Linked DNA regions of Rattus norvegicus: region 2 is linked to region 1. A link is a contact called in public Hi-C data. All regions are on one chromosome and are shown on one strand. The core of a region is the stretch at or near the end of the contact, and the rest is flanking DNA. Distances in the headings are between cores, read along the strand shown. Region 1 holds the start of Chsy1 (chondroitin sulfate synthase 1). Region 2 overlaps LOC102549532 (a long non-coding RNA gene).

Evidence for each region. A called contact is a pair of places that touch in the nucleus more often than the background predicts.
Region 2: a contact with region 1 is called in a Hi-C map of liver, with 3 times the contacts expected there. The contact joins the enhancer-like site here to the promoter of Chsy1 in region 1. A contact is called at or near these places in 4 of 12 Hi-C or Micro-C datasets (the Rat2 cell line, kidney and liver).

The regions. Positions count from the first base shown.
Region 1 is chr1:129,098,547-129,101,794 of GRCr8, reverse strand. It overlaps Chsy1 (chondroitin sulfate synthase 1), which reads right to left and starts at 1,707. Exons shown (of 3, transcript NM_001106268.1): 1 at 1,398-1,707. The coding sequence starts at 1,681.
Region 2 is chr1:129,182,071-129,185,380 of GRCr8, reverse strand. It overlaps LOC102549532 (a long non-coding RNA gene), which reads right to left. Exons shown (of 5, transcript XR_350463.5): 4 at 733-1,119; 5 at 147-301. Among named protein-coding and RNA genes, the nearest start is that of Chsy1, 84 kb to the right of the region's middle. Within about 2 kb of position 1,945, at least 15 of the 93 cell types and tissues checked have an H3K27ac peak or open chromatin away from gene starts, as enhancers often do. A contact at or near this core is called in liver, where this site is marked.

The DNA of each region.
Region 1 (3,248 bases), core at 458-2,957:
CTGGAACTCTATGTAGACCAGGCTGGCTTGGGTCTCACAGAGATCCATCTACTCTGCCTCCTACGTGCTGGGATTAAAAACCTATGCCACCCTCAATCTGTGACAAAGATACTAAGTCAGAGACCATCGGGGAGAAAGCTCTGGCCTAATGGTTCTCAAACTACTCTGTTAGTCCACACATACAGCCAGCCACCAGTGGCCTCTTGGGTCACTCAGAAAGAATTGTTCTTAGCAGGATGCAGCTTCTTGACATTAGCAGGAATGGTGGTCAAGACGTTCCATGCCTTTCCGCCTTTTCTCTTGCAATCCCTCACTTGACTTAAAAGAAAGGAGAGATCCAACTATGCTTGTTTTCTTATACCATCTGCTGCCTGAAAACTTAGACCAGAAACTGGATTTAAAAGCCAACGTTATAAAAGCACTGGCTATACATTTAAAACAAACAGCAACTAGTGTGGCCCTGCTCAAAACGCTTAGCCCCTAAATATCCATGCTCTGAAACCATTCCTGCCACCGACTGAATCTGTGCCTGGAAGAACGCCAAACTTCACCCATACAGTAAAGGTTTGTGTACTTCACACATACAAAAGTTTCCAATGAGTCCCTTCCTTCCCTTGAGTCCACCCCTCTTCTATTTCAGGTTCACTCCAATGGAAATACAGTTCTAACAATGCCCTCCATTCCAAAACCATCTCCTTTCTAAAGGCAGCTTTGGCTAATCTCTTTGTTAATCCTGAACATGATCACTGCCACTTCTACGACTCATTTAGCCCTACTAGGGCCCAGCTAGTTCCTACCACGCATACACCTCTGGGACTGCACTGGGGAGCACCAGGCTGTAGTCTTGAATTGACCGAATCTATCACGAAAACTGTTTTTTCCTCAAGGTTCTTTATCTCTAATTACCAAACCGAAGTGCTCAAAAGCGGAGTGGTCACTCTCATTAAAAGGAATGACTGTGAAAATCTTAAGTACAGTACAGAGGAGCCCTAGCCAGGTTAATTTAGGCGGGCTCTCCCTTCGAAATGACAAAGTGCCTATTTTAGAGACTCAAATTATACCTCTGCCTCCACTATCGCAGGTACAACACTGAATTTCCCCACCATCTTATGGGGGAGACTCGTTCCTTTTAACAAAGAAGTCCTGAACACAGAAAGCTTACGTGTCTTTCTGGAGATCAAGTTGAAAGGCACACACTGAGTGAGGCCAGTGTACTCACTCATCTAATCCTAAAGTCTTGCCCTTGAGAGATGCTCTCCATCCTCGTCTAACCACTGCTGCCTTTGCGCTGAGTCGCTGGCAGCTACCCGAGAAGCCTCCGGGGAACCCGTAACGCCGCCCTCCCGCTAGCCAGGATGCCGGATGCAAGCGATGGTATCCACGAAAAGGGGGCTCACCTGTAAGCGGCCACGGCGCGAGTCTGCAGGTATTTCTGGGCGGTCATGACTCCCACGAAGAGAAAGTTCCTGTCGCGCGGGACGCCCTCCGCGGCCGAGCCCTGCGGCCAGAGCTGCGCCCCGCGCGCATCCCCCGGAGCACCGCCGGGCTGCGACGCTGCCTGTCCTGGCCGGCATCCCTCGGGATTGGGGCGCCGCCGCGGGCCCACTCGCTTCAGCTCCGAGGCGCGGGGCAGGACGAGTCGCGAGGCCAGCACGAAGCCCAGCACGAGCCCGAGCAGCATGCTGAGCCAGGCGCGCCGGCCGCGCGCGGCCATGCCCGCGCCCCTCCGCCCGCCGGGCCGCTATCCCCGCCGCAGGCTCCGCGCGCCTTCAGCCCGCCGCCCCCGCCCGCGGAGGCCAGCCCGCCCTAGCGCCGCCTGGCCCGGCCCGGGCAGCGCCGCGGCCGCCGCGGGTCCGCCGCGCCCATCGCGGCTCCCGAGCCGCCCGCAGGCCCCGCGCCGGCGCTTTGTTCCGCGCGCCCGCCCGCACAGCCGCGGCCTGCGCCTTTAAGAGGGGACCATGCCCGGCGCGCGCGGCCGGCGACTCCGGCGCGAGGCAACAGCAGCTCCTGCGGCTCGCGTCCCCGGGCTGGCTCGGCTCCGCTCGCGCTGCGCCCGCCCTCTCGGTGCCCTGCGCCGCCTCTGCAGCTGCACATCCTCCGGCTTAGCGCGCCATTGCAAAGGAGCCCCTCACGTCACGCACCGCGCGTTAAGAAGCGGCCCGCCGGCGGCGTGCCGTGGCCCCTCTCGGGATCCGTCCGCGCCTCGTGATTGGCGCAAAAGTGAATGGGGGGCAGTTCACGTGGCCAAAGTTTAACAAAAAAAAAAAAAAAAAAAAAAAAAAAGCACCCGCCCCGCAGTCTGCGGCCCGGCTGAAGGGGTGTGGGTTAGCACGGACTAGAGCGTGGCGGGCGGACTCTAGTCCCCGCTGCTGGGTACCCGCGGCCACACCCCCGTCGCCAGCGCTCGGAGCCGGCCGGGCACCGCACGTGGACTGAGTTGACCGGCTCCCCAGATGCCCCTAGAACTGCCACGCCCTACCCTCCCCAGGCCGACCTCCCGGCTCGGTGGCCAGGGCTGCCGGGTCCACACTGCAGCTTTGTACCCTACGGGCGTAGCCGGAGCCACACGGCCACGGTTCACCTTGGAACGCTTGGGGATTTGCGGGCTGAGAGCGAAGCGAGAATTACCTAAGTAGCTAAGGCTGACCTCGAACTCAGAGAACTCAGAGGTGTCCGTCTCTGCCTCTCAAGCGCTGGGCTTGAAAGCAAGCGCCACCAAGCCAGGCATATTCGTTTTTAAGAGATGGATGGGTAAATTACCACTAGATGATCAATACCCATATTTAATCCCAGGGAGCAGGGAGCTGGTTAGTACCCCTCACCTAAGCCCGTCAATATTTTCAAGAGTAGATTTATAAAATGGATATGGATTGTGTACTTAGGGGTGGAGGTGGGGGCACGCGGTTCCTCCGGAGCCATACACCTAGTTTTGTTTTGTTTTGTTTTGTTTTGTTTTGTTTTGTTTTGTTTTGTTTTGTTTTGTTTTGAAATAGGATTGATCTCTCACTGTATTAGGGGTCTCCAGATAGGCTAGGCTCGCTGAATGGATTTTTAAGTTGATACCAGTTTCCCTTACATTTGCTTGCTCTTAACTTTTATACATTTTGTTAAAAACAAAAGCACTTCAACTGGGGTGCCTACACGACAAATGTTTGTAAATACCAATTTTATTTCCTGGTCACCAATGTATTAGGACCTGAGAGGTTCTTTAAGAAAGAGCTTAATAGAACCCAGATGCTAGCTGAAAC
Region 2 (3,310 bases), core at 696-3,195, 83 kb before region 1:
CCAGTTCCTCTGCTCGTTATCTGAAATAGGAAAATGCCACACACATGAAATTCTTCTCCCCAGCTAGTTAAGTGAGGCAAAACGTGAAACTGAAATTTGAGTCGGCCTTGAATTTTGCATGATGTCAATAAATACGAGACTCTTGATTTGGCCAGACAGGTTGGGTTTTCATAAATAGGGACCTGGCCCTGAAGATGATGTGTTTCCGGGCAGCCCTCTGGAACTCAGAGGGAGTCTCCAGGGGAAACCAAACACAGTAGTTCCTCGGACTCCATCCATGTGTGTTCACGGTCTGTGTCAGCTAGAAAAAGAAAAAATTAGTAATCATTGCTGCTCATCCCCACTTGTGCCTCACTTTGAAATTAAACTTCGTTACAGATACACATGAGCAAGAAGCAGCAGTTCCGTGTGCACAGGCTTCTGACCATCTGTGGGTTTCAGACCTTTCGCAGGGGGTTGGTGGGGACTGCCGTGCCCAGTCCGGAACCCCAAGGCCTTCTGACAGCATTACAGAACTGAGAACAGGGCCCCAGGCAGCTCAACCTGAGAGCCCCAGGGGCCAGCCAGAGGCTGGGAGAGCAGCCTTCTCACACAGCTGTGTTCATCTCCCATTTCATAGGAGGCAAGGAACCACAGCTTCAGGAGGATGCTGGCTCTGCAGCCAGGACAACACTTACTGAGGACTTACTGAGGGTATGGGGGAGAGATGAAGACTAGGGATGGGGAACTTACATCCCCTCTGCATCCCGGAAAGCCAGAGAGGTCATAGCCACTGCTGTTCTTGAATGTGATGGAGCTCGGCAGTCCTCAGTATCCTCGGAGCTTATGTTTCTGTGTCACAGACACAACAGCCAACGCTGACAGACCCAGAGCAGTTGGCCAGAGCCACCTGTGGTCCAGGTCTATTGGCTTTGGAGGCCCTGCTCCACCCCCAGCCTCTCTGGCACCCACGAACTCCTTAAGGTGGCCTCAGCATGCATCTGTCACTCCACAATGCTGAGAGGCTCTGTGCTGTGGCCATGTGATCTTTGGGCTCTGGAGCTAGTTTGTCATCGCTTGATTCTCAGTCCTCATTGATTGTGTCACCCGGGGCCTCGATGTGTACTTTGGTTTCCTCCTCTGTCAAAAACAAAAAGCATTATGGGAGTAGCCTCTACCACATGGTTCAGATGTGAGCAGTGCAGCCTAAGGGTGGGCTGCCGCTGTGTTATTTTGTCACTGTTGCTGGTGTGAGGTTGTGCGGTTTGGGGGACAAGCCTGGGAAAGTAACTTGAACTGGCCCACTCCAGAAGCCTGATCTCTGACACCCCAGCTCTACCCCCTCCCTGGAAGTGTCTTCCGTCAATCTCTCTGTCCCAAAGGTTCAGGCACAGGCTTTCCTCAGCTCTGGTTGCTGCATACCCTCCCACCCCAGAGGAAGTAAAACTACCCCTGGGTCAAGTCCCAGGCAGGAGGTTGTGGACCTCTTCTGGGTGGATTCCAGACCAGCCTCCACAGGCTGCCTCTGCCTGAAGCCATGTGTGGGCCTGAGGGCCATCTATTGTGGGGGAAGTTGCTCCCTTCCCTGAGCCCTGGCTGTTCCGAGTGCACAGTGATTGAATGGTGGGTGGGATGCCTGCCCTGCCTGTCTATAGGCTGGGATCTAACTCCACTGCCAATCTCTTGTCTAGGCTGGGCCCAGCTCTCTTCTCCCCCCTGCTCCTGGTGGGTCTGACTGGGCTGCATGGAGGTACCCACCATCCTAGGACACCCCTTGGGCTACGTGACAGTCATGCTACAGTCATCCCTACCTATACCCAATAGTCTAATGCAGGGAGCTTTGGAGATGAGGAGCCTCTGGACAGTGGAGCCCTTAGTTCTATTCCTCCCTCACAGAAAGGCAAGCTCTGAGAATGACGTCTCCACCCGGCCCCGCCCAGCCTTTGACTTCCCCAGCCCCAAGTTGTACAACAGGCACTTGAACTGCCAGAAACAGTCCCCAGATAACCTTATCAGCCACCCAGCCACAGAGCCTTCCTGCCGCGCCAGCCACCCACAAAAATAGAGCTGCTGATTAGAACCTTCCAGAAACACTGACCCTGGAGCCTTCCAAAAGCTGAAGAGACATCCTGGCGCGCTCTGAAGCCCTGCTCTATCTTAAAGCAGTGCGGAATATTTATTTTGGGGTCTTCAAATCAAGTCTTGGGATCTGTGGAAAGAAATCTGCCAACTACCTTTGAAAAACAGCACAAAAGTATCCCTCTTCTTAAACTTCTTTAACTGCCACTTCTGATATTATAGTTAGAAGAAATAATAGGATGAAAGGAAAAAAGTACCAGTTAAGGTTGTCCGACCCATGGATTCATCAGAATACCTAAGCTTAACCTGAAAATGACGTCATGTCCAAAAATGCGAGGAGGAAGGCGAGAGGGAGAAAAGGGAAGGGAGGAAGGGGGAGGGAGGGAAGAAGAGGAACCAAGGAAGGAAAGAAGGAAGGAAGTTTAGGATAGGAAGGACAGACACATGGCTACCCACCCGCTGTGTCCTAGATAGCTCTTCAAGTGTGGCAGAGCTTGTGCAGAGGTGGCTCGGTGGGTAAGAGCATTTACTGTGCGAGCATGGGAAGTAAACACAGATCCCAGCAGCCACAGACAGAGCAGAACATGGGAATGTGAACACCTACAACCCCAGCACCGTGGAGGGTGTGAATAGAGAAAGACTGATTTTCCCGGCTGTCAGCCTAGGTCCTTGTTTAGTAAGAGACCCTGCCTCAAAGGAACAAGAGGAGGTGATAGAGAGGGACACTTGTGCCCTCCTCTTCTGACCTTCACACACGTACACATACATGAACATAAATATATTCTCTCTCACACACAGTTTTAAAGTATTTATTATATGCTATGCATATATGCATGTATGTATGTGCATCATGAGTGTTCACAGTGCTCAGAGGCCAAAAGAGGATGTTATATCCCCCTGAAAAAGAAGTTACATGTACTTGTGAGCCACCATATAGGTGCTGGGAACCCAAGCACCCAGTGTTCTTAACTTCTGAGCCATCTCTCCAGCCCCAGCAACCGTGTGTGTGTGTGTGTGTGTGTGTGTGTGTGTGTGTGTGTCTGTCTGTCTGTCTGTCTGTCTCTCTCGCTCTGTGTCTTTCTGCCTGTGTCTGTCCTTATGTATTTCTTTGTTTGTGGGGGTCCCCGTATGTATGTGTCTATGTGCCTCTGTGTGTATGTGCATGTATGTATATGGATGCATCTGTGTGTGCGCGCATGTGAGTATTTCTTCACATGTGTGTGTTCGAAGCAGCCAGAGGAGGCCATCAAGT